Regions from separate parts of the Sus scrofa genome. Here all the other regions are linked to region 5. Evidence: chromatin contacts called from public HiChIP or PLAC-seq data. All regions are on one chromosome and are shown on one strand. The core of a region is the stretch at or near the end of the contact, and the rest is flanking DNA. Distances in the headings are between cores, read along the strand shown.

Region 1 (2,700 bases), core at 124-2,623, 350 kb after region 5:
GGATGCCAATGACGTTCTCGTGGCGGAAGCGTAGCAAGATCTGGATCTCTCGCAAGGTCCGCTGGCAGTAGGTCTGATGCTCAAAAGGGCTGATTTTCTTGATGGCCACTCGAGTCTTGCGCACATGGTCGTAAGCTGAGCTGAGAGGGCCGGAGAGATGTTGGTGGTGTGGCCTTACCAAGCGGGGGGAGTCCAGGCCCGGCGGCGGGCCCCACCCAGGCCTTGGCAGGGAGGGGAGGGAGCAGGAGAGACTGGCCAGAGCCAGTCATAAACAATGCTGGTTCCTTCCTGCTGTGAAGGCCTGGGATCTCCAGGGAGAAAGCTGGGGACCAGCCAGGCAGCCCTTCAGTGACTTCACAAACAGAGGAAGGGACTGACCGATCGCTGACTTCCCTTCTCCTCAACCCTTTCCATTCTAGTGGCCCTCACCCCTCATCCTCCCCTTCCCCGGATGGGCTCCCTCTACCCAAGACAGGGCCAGGGGCGGGAGGTGTGAGGGACATACAGGGAGGCGAATCCAGGAAGAAGGAGGGATGGGAGAGAAGGGATGCAGCAGGGGCGGGTGTCAGGGGGAGGTTCCCGGGCAGCAGAGCTAATCCCTGATGAACAAAGGCCCAGGGCCCCCAGTGGGGCTGGGAGAACTCACAGAGCCCTCCTGAAAGTTGCAAGAAGGCACTCCGGGACCCCCTCATTGCTCACTGGGTCCCTGGCCCCAGGCCCAAAGCCCTGCCCCACCCTGTCCAGCCCTGAGCTCTGCTCTTCTCTCCCAAACTCCTAGATTCGACTCCCGGGGGGCAGATCCCAGGCGCCCTTTCCCTGGGAAGGGTCCTTCCTGCCGTTTTCACCAAGGATATGACCTCCCCCAGAAGACTTATTCTCTTCTCTTCGCCCTGTGGCTATAGACTGCCCAAGGTCCCCACAGCTCCCCCACCTAGAGGCCCTTCCCTTCATTAGAGAAGGTTCCCCTCAAAACCCCCCAAGCCCCCCTCTTCTTAGATCGTAGGCAGCGCCCCCTCCCCCAGAAAGCACTCCAAGGCCCTCTCCCTGGGGCGCTCTCCAGCCTCCCGAAGCCCCTGCGGCTTCACGATGCTCAGAGACCCCAAGGCCTTAGAGAGCTCTCAGCACCCCTCCCTGGGATCGCCCTCCTCTAAGACGCCCCCTCCCCTGGAACGCCCCTCACCTGACCATGCCGTACGCGCCCTCGCCGATGTATTGCAGCTGCGTGTAGCGCGGGCCCACGTCGAACGGCTGCCCCTTTACTATCTCCACTTCCCCCGGGACCCCAGGGCCGACCCCATCGGCTCCCCGGGGCTCCCCGCCCCCGCCCCCCTGAGCCGCCGCCGCCGCCGCCATCTCCACTCCTCCCCTCCCGCCCGCCCGCCTCCCCCCCCGGCGGCCCCGCCCCTTCCCGCCCGCCCTGTCACCCGCGGAGCCGCGCGCGCGCCAGACCCCGCCCCCGCCCGCCCCCGCGCCCGTCACGTGACCCCCACCCCCCCGCAGCGGCGCCCAGCTTTCTGGGCACGGATGCCATGGTCCCTGGCACTTGTGGGCTCCGTCTACTCGGTCAATCTAGAAGCTCCCCAGGGCCGTCTGAGACGGTCCAGAACCCCACTCCCCCCCTCCAATGCAGAACAGCCAGTAGGGCCGCCCCAGTGACCTCACCCAGAGCCACCAAACAAGGGCTGGGATGAGGGGCCAAGACTGGGCCGCCTGGTCCCCGCTGCTTTTGCCAGCCCCACTCAGCCCGGCTGAGTGGTCCGGCTCCAGATGGAACCTTAGGGGACCCTCACCAGCCCTCTGGCGTTTGGCCTCCCTGAGCCCGGCCCGATGCTAAGTGATCCCATGCATATTTCACAAAAGCGGTGGGAGATGGCTTTCTCCTAGAGGTAGCCTGCCTTTCACAAATGAGGAAACTGAAGGCTGAGCAGCGCAAGGTCCTTTGGAATCGCGCAGACAACTTGAGATCTGGAAAGCCCAGGTGTCCGGACTCCCAGCCTAATGGCTTTTGACTGGAGGCCTGCCAGAGTGGGCTAGGGACCTGGCCTCAGCACCCAGGCGGTACTGGTATCCCCAGGATCATATCATTGATGATCCCATGCTTCCTTTACAGGGAAAGGGGGGGAGAGTCCAGAGAGCTGCATGCAAGGTTGACACGATCAGGCTTTGCCCAAATATAGCAAGACGGGTAACTTTTTTTCTGTCATTGGATTTGGCAAAAATTGGAATCCTGTTAAGATCATCATATTTTGATTCTGTATGAGACTTGAACATATACTTAATACTTGGCCCACTCTAGTCGCTTCATTAGAACAATCCCACAATATAAACGTCAACTGCTTTTCTTTCTTTTTTTTCTTTTTGCTTTTCAGGGCCACACCCACGGCATATAGAGGTTCCCAGGCTAGGGGTCCAATTGGAGCTACAGCTGCCGGCCTACACCACAGCCACAGACACGCCAGATCTGAGCCGTGTCTGTGACCTACACCACAGCTCAGGGCAACACTGGATCCTTAACCCACTGAGCAAGGCCAGGGATCGAACCCACAACCTCATGGCTCTGGTCAGATTTGTTAACCACTGTGACACGACGGGAACTTCTCATCTGCCTTTCTTAACTGGGTAGGCAGGGGCCATGTCTTTCTTGTTCATGGCTGAATCCTCGACCCTCAGACACTCAAAAAAAAAAAAATTAATGGATGA
Region 2 (2,700 bases), core at 106-2,605, 480 kb after region 5:
CATCTTCTCCCTAAAGATGGGAAATCCAGGGTGGGGCTGAGGGTGGGGCTATGCTGGAAGGGAGAGCGGTAGCCTGGCCCCTGACCGCTGTCTACAGAACAGAAGCACCAGGACAATTCTGGGACCTGGCTGAGCCCTGATCCTGATCTCACAGAACCCCAACTTGGCCACAAGCTGAGCCCTGACCCTGGTCATTGGCTCTTATCCCAGTCCAAGCCGGAGCCCTGACCTGAGTCACAGGCTCAATTGAAACCTTGGCCACAGGAGTTCCTGTGGTGGCTCAAGTGGGAACGAACCCAACTAGTAGCCTTGAGGATGCGGGTTCCATCCCTGGCCTCATTCAGTGGGTTGAGGATCCGGCATTGCCGTGAGCTGCAGTGTAGGTCTCAGACGCAGCTCAGATCTGACATTGCTGCGGCTGTGGTGTAGGCCGGCAGCTGTAGCTCCAATTTGACCCCTAGCCTGGGAACTTCCATGTGTCGCGGGTGCGGCCCTAACAAGACACACACACACACACACACACACACAAACGAAAAAAGAAAAAGAAAGCTTGGCCGCAGACTGAGGTCTGTGCTCTGTCTGAACAGAGCCTAACCACTGATAGCTCTGACCCCAAATATAAGCAGAGCCAGGATGTTGGCTCAGACAAACCTCTGAGGAGTCCAGCCCTCGACCAAGTCCTGATCCTAGTTATAGACTGAGCAGTAATCCTGGATCTGACTCTGGCTGAAGGCTGAGCATGACCCTGAATGCACCTGTTCTCATCCCTGACCCTGGCTGCTATAGATCAAACCCTGTCTCTGTCCGGACCCAGACAAAGCCCCCCTCCCAGCCACCCACCAAGCCCTGACTTCCCTGGCATTCCCTCCCTCAGCCATCTGGTAAACCATAAAAGAGTAAGGATGACTCAAAACCCCCAGTCCCTTCGGATGGGCAATCCCCTTACCTGGCCATCCATCTTTTGCAGGACAGTGAGCTGGTGATGGCGCTAGGATGACAATGACAAAGCAGAGAAACGGGAGGGGGTTCGAGTCTCTGGGACCTACCAGCACGCAGTGTGGGGTGGCACACCCGAGAGTGGGGAAGTGAGGGGAGGGCTGGGCCTGGGAGCCCAGCGGGGGTCAGAAGCTGGGATGGATCGAAACCCCAGCTTCCCGCCTCCCCCACTGCACCTCCCACCCTCTCTGGGAAGGGAAATTACATTTCCCCATTTTAGCGAGGGGTGGCGAGGAGGGAAGACTGAGTGAACACAAAGCCGAAAGTACAAGCAGCACGGAAAGTGAAACTGGGCGCAGCCCCCAGTATAAGATTCCCCCTGCCCGGGAGATGGCTGGCCAAAGAGGCTGGGCCCCGCCATGGGCCAGATGGCAGACGACCTTGGCTGGCGTGAGTTGGAGGCTAGGGCTGGGGGTAGAGGGATGGGGGACTTGGCGGAGCCTGGGCAGAGGGTGGGTGACTTTGACTTCTGTGGCTCAGGGCCAAGGGCTGAAAGATACGGGACCCAGCTGACGGGAGAATGGGATAGAGTCAGACATAAATGGGGAAGAGGGGCTGGGGCAGGGGGGTAATTGCTAGGCCAGGGCTGGGGAGAGGATAAGGTGGGGTGGCTGGCATGCATGGGGGGTCAGGGGCAGAAGGCTGGAGGTTTGGTGAGGGCTGGGCTGAGAATGGGAAGACTGGATGGGTGTGAATGGGGAGAGCTGGGGCAGGTGCTGTGACCAGGGTGGGGACCAGGCAGATAAATGAGGAGTTTCCTTGGAGTGAATGAGCAGGGGCCAGTCCACTTGGCTGAAGACAGGGCGGCCAGAGGAAGAACAGCAGGGCAGGCGGAGCTGGCCCGAGGGGGTGACATTGGGGGCAAGGAGTCAGGAGCTTAACTGGGGCAAGAGTCTGGAGTTTGGAGCTTCGAAGGAGGTCCAGTCTGGGGTTGGTGACTGAAGGGCTCAGAGGCTGGAACCAGAGCTATGGGCGGAGGAGCGGATGGCAGGGGGCTGAGTAGGGACCGAGGGCTGGAGGGTGGAGATGGAACCTTCCAAGTCCAGAGCGCAAGACCCAGGCTTGCCTGCAGAGGTGGAAAGAGAAGCCAAGAGAAGGGTCCGGGGGCTCCACAGCCCAGGCAGGAAGCAGGGAAATGGTACAGCTCGGTTCGAGGTGGGAACACCGTCCCCCAGGGTAGGGGGCAGGGTGGGGAGGGGGAGGGCAGTACCCACCCATACAGCTAGGGAGAACCCCACACTGCTTTCGGTCTCCAGGGTGCCAGAGTGGTCCCAAGTCAGGGAACCCGAATGCTAGCCGTGGCACACACGGCCCACCACGTCTGGTAGCCCATGGAGCGGGGCGGGGAGCTGGAAGCATCCAGAAGCTCCCCGTAGTGTCTATGGAGGGGTCATTTCCAGCAGAGCCCGGGGCGAGAGATCAAGAAGCCATAGGGTTAGAGGCATGGAGAGGAGGGTGAGCAGGAATAGACTTGAACTTCGGGGCTGGTTTTGGTTTGTGTTTCATGGAGAATTGCATAACCCCCCGTGATTGCTAGATTTCCTCTCCCTGAAAGAGAAACACGGCCCTCTTCCCAGAGCCACACTGCCTCTCTTCCCTCTTTCCAGGAAAGACAGGGCAGGAAGCGCTTTCAGGAATCAGCTAATCTGACTCCCCCATTTTACAGATGGGAAACTGAGGCACGGGGAGAGGGGGTGACTTGCT
Region 3 (2,700 bases), core at 155-2,654, 330 kb after region 5:
ACGGAGTTGAACTCCTTCCACAGCTCCCGGTTCTCCAGGCTCAGGCTGACTCCAGGGAGAGAATGAAGGGCTTCTGGGGCTGGAGGGGGTGGCTCGGTGCCCAGGGCTGGGGGCAGTGGGGGTAGAGGTGGGGGCGCAGCCAGAGGGCGGGGAGCAGCTTCAATCCCAGAGAGGAAGCAATCCAGTTTGGGAGGGTCCAGATCTGGAGATGGGAAGAGAATGAGGAGCCAGCCGAGGGCCACAGCCCCCCACCCCAATTCCTGCCCAGGAACTGCTCCCACCGCTCATGCTCACCCGGGTAGCGATAGCTCTCTGCCAGGGCAGGCGGGAAGCTGGAATCTGCCCCGGGCTGGGGGGGCCCAAGGCGGTAGCTGGGCCCCAGGGAGGGGTACAGCTCCCGTGGATGGTACATGGAGTAGTCCTGTCTGGCCTCAGGTCACGCTGCCTAGAGTGCCCCGGTGCTGAGAGATGCCCGCTTTATAGCTCACAGCTCAGCCCCTTCCAAACCCAGGATCACAGCCCCTCCCCTCTTTGGGGCCCTGGAGTTGGGCTGGGGTGGAGACCCCTGGGGCCTGGAAGGGGTCCAAGAGGGGGCCGGATACCTGGGTATCCTCCCTTTCTCCCCTCCCCACCCCCCTAGGCTTCATTAGCCCCGACCCCCTGCCCCCTCATTACATAATTAACTCCTCGGCCTGATTGATCCCCGGGGCTCGACAGGGACGCAGTTTGGCGCTTCCGGCCAGCTGGTCCCCGTTCCCACGGGGGGAGCCCCGGCTAGGGATAAGCTACTGAGAGGCGGGGCCTGGGCCCAGGGATGGAGCTCGGAGTCCTGGCACAGACCTTGGCGCCCCAGACTTTTTTGGCAGGTGACCCCTCCACCCTTCACCTGGAGGGTGAGATGTGGAGGAACGAAGCATGACTGGAGGGAAGGAGCAGGGCTGGAGGGACGCGGCCTGAGCTCACTGGGGAATTCGAGGAGTCCGCAGCTGAGGCCTGAACCCTGGCGTCCTTCTTGGTTCCCATTCCGAAAACCCTCCACCCTCGGCCGAGTCTCAGAAGTTTAAGAGACGCCCGCAGCTCGACGGTCTCTTGACGGCTAGCACCTGGGTTTCCCAGAAGGTCCCGCGCTGGGGAGTCCACGGAACTACACTTCCCAGCAGGCCTAGCGCCTGGGTTCCGCGCGAAGGAGACAGGCAGATGCCGCTGTGGCCGCTGGAAGTTGTAGTTGAGACGAGGAGGGCGGTGAAACCGGCGGCGCCGTTGCCTCCCGGGAGAGCAGCCCCTAGGCGGCGTCTGAACTCTTAGGCTGAGAAGATGCAGATCAGCTGAGGTCAATGCCTCACGAGCTAGAGTGGGCTCGGGGAATCTCCACCGGCAGTGAGGTCCTTCCTGGGTGCCAAGATAGCTGAGCCCCAGGTGCAAAGGTTCTCAGCTTTGACCGCCGTGCCTACCCCACCCGGGATCCAGAAGGAAATGGGTCTGTAGAGACAGGAGTCTGCATTTGAGTCCCCCCTTCCCGGATTCCACGTGAGCCTGGGCTGTCTCCACTTCATTGTTTTATTATGTACAAACGCTACAGAACAAGGGGAGCAGACACGCGTGGGGTAAGAGGGGCCCGGTGGGAGGAGAAGTTCACAGGGCAGATGGCGCACTGGGGCCAAGAGAGCAGCACACAGGCCATGTCTATAGGGCAGGCAGGGCAGGAAGGGGTTAAAAACGAGATCCAAGCCAGCCAGATCGCAGGGAGGTGCGGGGGTGTCGTCCACCTTGTCCACCTTCTGATCTCCCACCAAGGTCACAGTGCATGCAATAAAATATATGTACAGGATCCTTCCTCGGCAGGGGCCCTGAGGTCCAGAGCTCCCTTCGGATGGAGGCAAGCCCGTGGCGCCCCCTGGCGGCCAGGCCGGGCTGGAGCCACAGGCGTCAGGAGCCAGGGTCAGTCCCAGCCATTGTCTTTGATCATGTGGTTGAGTTCAATGATGTACTTCCCCTCTTTGTACTTCTGGCTGCTCTCGAAGGCCTGTTCCTGAAAGGAGGGGAGAGGCTGTCATGCTTGGAGCTAGGGCCTACCAAAAGGAGCAGGGGTTGGGGAATGGATATGATTTGGCCCTGTTTAACGTAGGAGGAAACTGTGACCCAGAGAAGCCCAACCACCTGCCCATAGACACAGAACTGGTAAAGGGCAGGGCTGGGCTTCCCACTGACAGCGGACAGACAGAACTCTCTGAATCACAGCTACTTTTTAATTACTAATGTTGGCTCCAACAGAAAGGATATGGAAGTTTCCAAAAGATCCAGGGATTACAAACTGGTAGCTTGAGGGCCATTTGGGGCCTATACCTATGTTTGGTTTGGCCAACAGAGAGTTTAATATAAAGAACTTTAGAATACTAAAATATGGGGCAGGCTGTGCTCGCTCCAGTTTGCCAGACTGCCCCCCTCCTCTCCAGATCTATGCTGCCCTTTTTTGCAGATCAATAGTATCTGCTTGGCCCTGCAAGCAGCTGAGTTTCTGATGTCTGGATGAGGCCATCTCTTTATTTTACAGAGGTTCAGAGGCCAAACCAGAGCACATTTGTGGCAGGGCCAGGGGTGAACTCAGGTCAGGGTTCTGTCTCTGCCTGGAGCATCTGTCTCACAGAGGCCCCACTCTTGTCCTTTGCGGTTTTCCAGCAGCATCTTCTTTTGCTGCATCTA
Region 4 (2,700 bases), core at 85-2,584, 280 kb after region 5:
AGCTGAGGGGTGGGGACCCAGTGGAGGTAAGAGCCAAGGACCTCACACGCACGCATGCCACAGACACCTGCCTGGTGTGGGGCACACCACTGAACTGGGGCTGCTGAACAGGCATCTGTGTAGTGAAACCCAGGAGACCCTGAAGTGTCCTTGGGCTTGGGGGAGGCGTGACTCATGTGGGACAGACAGGCCTGCCTGCCAATCAGAGGGGAGCTAACTCAGCCACTGAGCCATAGGAATGAAAGTGGCTGTTGAGAGAAGTGGCAAGGGAAAAGCAGAAACTAGAAAGAGGAAATGGGATGGCCCTTAGGGAAGAGAGGGGAGCCTGTGAAGGCTCTGTGCATGACCAAGGGACCTGCCCTGAGATGGGCCGGGGACTTCCTCTGACAACCCCCTGCTGGCCATTCACCCCAGCGATACCTTTTCCTGCAGCGCCTGATACAACCTGTGGGAAGAGGCGGGAGGACCTGGAGTCGGGGAGCTGTGCCTTCCTTGGGCTAGAACATGGGAATGGCAGGCAGGCGGCACTGCTGCCACCTAGTGGAAATGCCTGTTATTTCGCTGGTTCTAACCCCAAGGTTGTCCTTCAGCTGAGCCCTAAGACTGGGTTTGGGGGATGGGGTAGACCCCTGCCCCTGCATTTGGGGACACAAGGCAAGAGGGAACCTCAGGGAAGAAAAGACACACCCTTGGGAGATGTGTGTGGCCCACATCACTGCCCCTCTGTGCCTTGGTCCCCTTTTCTGTAAGATGAGGTCAGTAGTACCTACCTCACGGGATTTTACGACGTTTAAATGAATCAGTCCATGTAAAGTACTTGGCATAGTAGCACATGCTCAAGAAATGCTACCTGTGGTCAATCCAAGGGGTAACCGGAAATGTTTAGCCCTGTTCCCTAGCCCCGACTACCACCATCAAATCTACAGGGCCTGCTAGACAAATATAGATTTCCTGGCTTTCATCACGAATGCCCCACTGAGTTCCTATTTGTAAATCCTGGGGCTCCTACTGTTCTATCATCAGCATCAACCCAAAGGCTCTGTGGGTCCCAACCTCTCTTCTCCTCTGATTCCGGGGCTTGGGGGGGAGGGTCCCAGATCCCAGCACTTTCTCTCTCCCCTCACCCCAGGCTGTGTGATCAGAATGGCTCTGGGCTGTGACATCACAGAGCCCTCAGCCATCACAGGAGTGGAGGGGTGATGAGGCCATGGCAGTGGGTGTGGGTGTGGATGTGGCTGGTTGGGCTGGGGACCGTAGCACCAGGTGGGATGGTGCCCTGGGAACAGTGGGCAGGAGGAAGGCTAAGGTGGGGGGGAGGGGGTCAGGGCCCCTGAGAGGCTGGGAGGCCAGGCCCGGCCTTTGTTCGCCACGCTTCTCTCCCATCCTCCCTGCCCAGTGTGGGCCTCCTCCAGGAGAGCTTAGCTGACCCTCAAGAAGTTCCTAGAATAAAATCAAGCCCCTCCACAGCTGCACTAAGGCCATGTGACCTGACAGGGCCCTGGGTCTGCCTCAGCCTCTTGGGTGGGGGACAGGGGTCCACTTGGCTCTTTCATAGACTTTGCTCTGGGTCCCCAGCGCCCAGCCCGGAAAAGGTCAAGGCCTTGGCCCAGAGAGCAGAGTCTCCGTTCTTCCTAGACAGACCTGATTTCTTTGATTACCCAGACTCGGACCAAGCCAGGCTCCTGGCCGTGGCCCAGTTCATTGGCGAGAGACCTGTCATCTTTGTTAACTCAGGTATGAACCAGCTTAAGAAGGGGCTGCCCTCCTCGCCAGGGCCTGGAGGACCGCTGCCTTTGGCCTTTCCATCGGAGGTCAGTCCGGGGGCCCCTGTCTCCCCCTGTCTAGCAGGTTCTGACTCCAGTTTCTTCCATCATATTCTGGTGGGTGCTCTGGTGGCGGCCTTCTTCTTCCTGCTTTTCCAGTTCTGCACACACATGTAAGGCCTGCCCCCTCCCACCACCTCTGCCTTCCTTGGGAAGAGGCCAGAGGACCCAAAATCCCAGGGTTTGGGGGTGGGGGGCTGCGTGACCTCCCATCTCTGATCTCCACACCCCATAGGAGCTGCCACAAAGGGGCCTAAAAAGCTGGACGAGGGCCCCGGACTCTGCCCTGAGTGCCCTCACTGGCCCTCCTCTCCTGCAGATGAATAAAAGTCCTTGCTTCTTTCTGCCTGACTGCTCAGTGACCAGCCAGGGGGTCCTGCCCGGTCCTGTGGTCATCAGGCTTTCTATCCCCAGGCACCCCTCCCTTTCCAGCCCAAAGAACTGGGTGACCAGGGCCTTGGTGGCGTTCACGCGGATCGACTTTATTAGCGGTCTGTAAAGCACCTCTCAGGGTCCCCCGACCCCAGAATGGAGGAAGCCTAGAGAGGTCTGTAGCACCAGGGACATGCCAGGGCCCGAGGGCAAGATGTGCAGCCTAAACCGGGGAAGGGACCAGGCACCCCTCCCGCCTGCCCGCAGGGTTGCTCAGCACTGGGAAGGCTGGGGGGGCGGTAGCAGCCACCTCCCTCCCCCACCCCGACAAATGAGTTTGAATTTGGATGAATAAATAAAATAAATAAGATTCCTCAGGCTGGCCTCCCCTGGAGAGGAGCTGTGGGGACAGCCACAGGCTTTAGATAGGGTGTCCCCCCACACCTCCTAGATGACAGGGAGCTGAGAGGAGTTTGCAGCAGGGGGGCTGGGATGGCCTTGGCAG
Region 5 (2,700 bases), core at 84-2,583:
GGCGGCCCCGGATTCTGGGGAGGAGCTCAGATAGATGGAGCTGAGGTGAGGGACTTGGGGGTTGGGATTCCCGTAGGAAATGGCGGATGCAGAGAGATGAGTCGCTTATAGGATTTTGGGGCTCTGGTTATAGCCGCCTGGGCTTGTAGCGTTGCGGTTTCTTGCGGGCTGAGATGACAATTAGAGACGGAGTGAAGGTCAAGAGTACTTGATCAGGGCACGGATCTGTAGTGGGCTCGGAGAATGGGGCCCAAGAGTCGACTCAGGCAGAGCAGCCTGGCGCTCTTATTGTCTAGGGGTTGTACCAAAGCCCCTAGCCCCCGCCCTCTGTCTGCGCTGTCCCCAGCTGTCACCCCCCTCCCGCGCTAGTCTCCGATTGTCACCGATATCTCCGGCCCGGCACCGCCTGCTGGCAGCACGCCTTCTCTTTGGAAGCTGCCATTGGGTGAGACAGCCGTCTATCTTCCTCCCCTGTTGCTAAAGTGAGAGGACGCATTCATTGGCTGATGTAGCGAATTAATCGCAACTGTGGCCCGCCCCTTCCAGCTGTCATTCCTTCCTGACCTTCTTGGGAGACCTAAAGAATATCTCAGCTCCTACTGACTGCGGATGCCGTCTGGCGCCGCCTAAATAGATATCGCTGTCTGTCAAGTTGACCTCCGCCTGCTTCTTTTCATTGGCTCCCTTTTTAACCATTCCTATTAGCCAGGCCCGCCTCTTTTTGCACAGCACCCGCCTCCTCCCCCAGTCATTCACTCTCCAGAGGCTTTAATTGGCCAAGAGGTTCGGCTTCCCGCTTTCTTATTAGTTACTCCCTTCATCCTGCCTCCCGCTGCCTTCACTCGTCCTCTCATTGGTTTTATAGCCCTCTGCCTTCTCCATTTCCTCTTCCCAAATTACCCACCCCCTTCCCACCTCCAGCCCCACCCACCCTCCAACGATTGGCAGAAACCCAGTTCCCTCTCTCCTATTATTCGTCCAAGCGCTTTGACTAAGGCGGTAGAGAAAAGGAGCGCGATGGGACCGCCCGCGCGCAGGCGTGGAACGTCGAAACGCTGGCCGCTTGGCCGGCACCCGGGCGTGTGCGCAGGCGCGAGGTCGGCCGCTTGCCCGAAGCGGGAGGGGGGGCGGCAGCGAGAGAGCGAGAGGGCTGAGAGAGCGCGAGTGAGACCCCGCCGCCTGGCGCCCCCGGACCCCTGCCCCGCCTCCGTGCGCTGGGCTGCCGCCCGCGCGCTGCCCCCGACCCCGGAGCGCGCCGGGCCGCGCCCTTCGCCCTCTCCCCTTCCTTGGCGGGCGGCGCGGAGCGGCCTGAGGGGCGGCGCCTTTTGCGGCCGCCCCGGCGGGGGGATGTGAGGGGCGGCCTGCGGTCATGGAGACGGGCCCGGCGCCCCTGGTGGCCCCACCGCGCCGTCATGGCGCCCCCGCGGCCCCCTCGCCGCCGCCCCGCGGCTCCCGGGCCGGGCCCTTCGTGGTGGTAGCTCCGGGCCGCCGGTGACTACGGCCACTTCGGCCCCGGTCAACTTGGTGGCCCCGGGGGAGGCGCAGCCCGCATGGGTACCGGATCCGACCCAGACCTCAGACTCGGCTCCGGCCTCGGCTCCCGCTCCCGCCCCCGCTCCGACGGTCGCAGGCAGCACGGCGGTGGTGCCGACTCTGGAGGCCTCACCCGACGCCCCGAGGGCGCAGGTCTCCGGCCCAGAGCCCTTGGAGCCCGAGGCTGTGGCAGGAGCCGAGATGTCCACGGCTCTGGCCCCAGGGGCAGACTCTCCGAAGACGGAGGAGGCTAGAACCTCACCCGATCCTGGACCAGGTACCCCCACCGGGACCCTCACCAGGACCCCTTCAAGAACGGCTCCTGGGGCCCTGACCGCCAAACCCCCGCTTGCCCCCAAGCCGGGAACCACAGTGGCCTCAGGAGTGACTGCACGGGTGGCAGCAGTGACACCAGGACAGGTGACAAGTAGACATGGAGCTGCAGCAGCAACATCAGCATCAACGGGACAGGCTCCAGAGGACCCCTCGGGGCCTGGCACAGGCCCTCCAGGGACATGTGAGGCTCAGGTAGCTGTCGTGATGGTGACCCCAGCTCCAGAGCCTACTGAAAACTCTCAGGATCTAGGCTCCACGTCCAGCCTGGGACCTGGCATCTCTGGGCCTCGAGGGCAGGCCCCAGACACGCTGAGCTACTTGGACTCTGTGAGCCTCATGTCTGGGACCTTGGAGTCCTTGGCGGATGATGTGAGCTCCATGGGCTCAGACTCGGAGATAAATGGGCTGGCCTTGCGCAAGACGGACAAATACGGCTTCCTTGGGGGCAGCCAGTATTCAGGCAGTCTGTGAGTACCCGGTGGGACCGCCTCAGGGAAGCAGAGGTTTTTGGAGGTGGAGGTGGAGGTGGTGGGGGTGGAGGGACTCGGATGATACACCTTGCCTACTCTCTGGCAGCCCCATCCTCCTCTGAGGCTCCAGGGGGTGATCAGTGGGAATGAGATGCTTAGCAATCCCTATCTTGCCTAGAGCGTCCTGCGGTTTCTGTGGCTCCAGCCTGTTAGTTTCAGACCAGGTGTTAGGAGTTCTAGGGTTGAGCCCAAGCCTTGCCTTTGGTTTGTTGTGTGCCATCGAGTTAGGACCGTCCCCCATTTCCCTGCCTCTCTTTCCTCTTTTGTGAAGTGAAAGGTTGAGTGAGACCATAGCTCAGGT

Evidence for each region. HiChIP or PLAC-seq counts read pairs in DNA pulled down with a chosen protein or histone mark.
Region 1: an H3K27ac HiChIP or PLAC-seq map of alveolar macrophages shows a contact between it and region 5. The contact joins the promoter of MAPK3 here to the promoter of TBC1D10B in region 5. A contact is called at or near these places in 2 of 5 promoter capture datasets (fetal liver and fetal skeletal muscle) and 1 of 2 datasets of contacts at active chromatin or transcription factors (alveolar macrophages).
Region 2: a contact with region 5 is called in an H3K27ac HiChIP or PLAC-seq map of alveolar macrophages. The contact joins the promoter of IL27 here to the promoter of TBC1D10B in region 5. A contact is called at or near these places in 1 of 5 promoter capture datasets (fetal liver) and 1 of 2 datasets of contacts at active chromatin or transcription factors (alveolar macrophages).
Region 3: a contact with region 5 is called in an H3K27ac HiChIP or PLAC-seq map of alveolar macrophages. The contact joins the promoter of TBX6 here to the promoter of TBC1D10B in region 5. A contact is called at or near these places in 2 of 5 promoter capture datasets (fetal liver and fetal skeletal muscle) and 1 of 2 datasets of contacts at active chromatin or transcription factors (alveolar macrophages).
Region 4: a contact with region 5 is called in an H3K27ac HiChIP or PLAC-seq map of alveolar macrophages. The contact joins the promoter of C3H16orf92 here to the promoter of TBC1D10B in region 5. A contact is called at or near these places in 2 of 5 promoter capture datasets (fetal skeletal muscle and liver) and 1 of 2 datasets of contacts at active chromatin or transcription factors (alveolar macrophages).

Annotation. Positions count from the first base shown.
Region 1 is chr3:18,298,037-18,300,736 of Sscrofa11.1, forward strand. It overlaps MAPK3 (mitogen-activated protein kinase 3), which reads right to left and starts at 1,374. Exons shown (of 9, transcript XM_021088019.1): 1 at 1,181-1,374; 2 at 1-140. The coding sequence starts at 1,353.
Region 2 is chr3:18,420,740-18,423,439 of Sscrofa11.1, forward strand. IL27 (interleukin 27) reads left to right here and starts at 1,356. Exons shown (of 5, transcript NM_001007520.1): 1 at 1,356-1,386. The coding sequence starts at 1,356. LOC110260087 (a long non-coding RNA gene) reads right to left here and starts at 1,263. Exons shown (of 3, transcript XR_002342911.1): 1 at 947-1,263.
Region 3 is chr3:18,276,460-18,279,159 of Sscrofa11.1, forward strand. TBX6 (T-box transcription factor TBX6) reads right to left here and starts at 1,405. Exons shown (of 8, transcript XM_021088015.1): 1 at 887-1,405; 2 at 1-202. The coding sequence starts at 917. It overlaps YPEL3 (protein yippee-like 3), which reads right to left. Exons shown (of 5, transcript XM_021088027.1): 5 at 1,540-2,029. The coding sequence ends at 1,940.
Region 4 is chr3:18,221,589-18,224,288 of Sscrofa11.1, forward strand. It overlaps C3H16orf92, which reads left to right and starts at 1,335. Exons shown (of 2, transcript XM_021088372.1): 1 at 1,335-1,734; 2 at 1,849-1,940. The coding sequence starts at 1,335. The coding sequence ends at 1,940.
Region 5 is chr3:17,943,578-17,946,277 of Sscrofa11.1, forward strand. It overlaps TBC1D10B (TBC1 domain family member 10B), which reads left to right and starts at 1,334. Exons shown (of 10, transcript NM_001244423.1): 1 at 1,334-1,480; 2 at 1,483-2,336. The coding sequence starts at 1,370.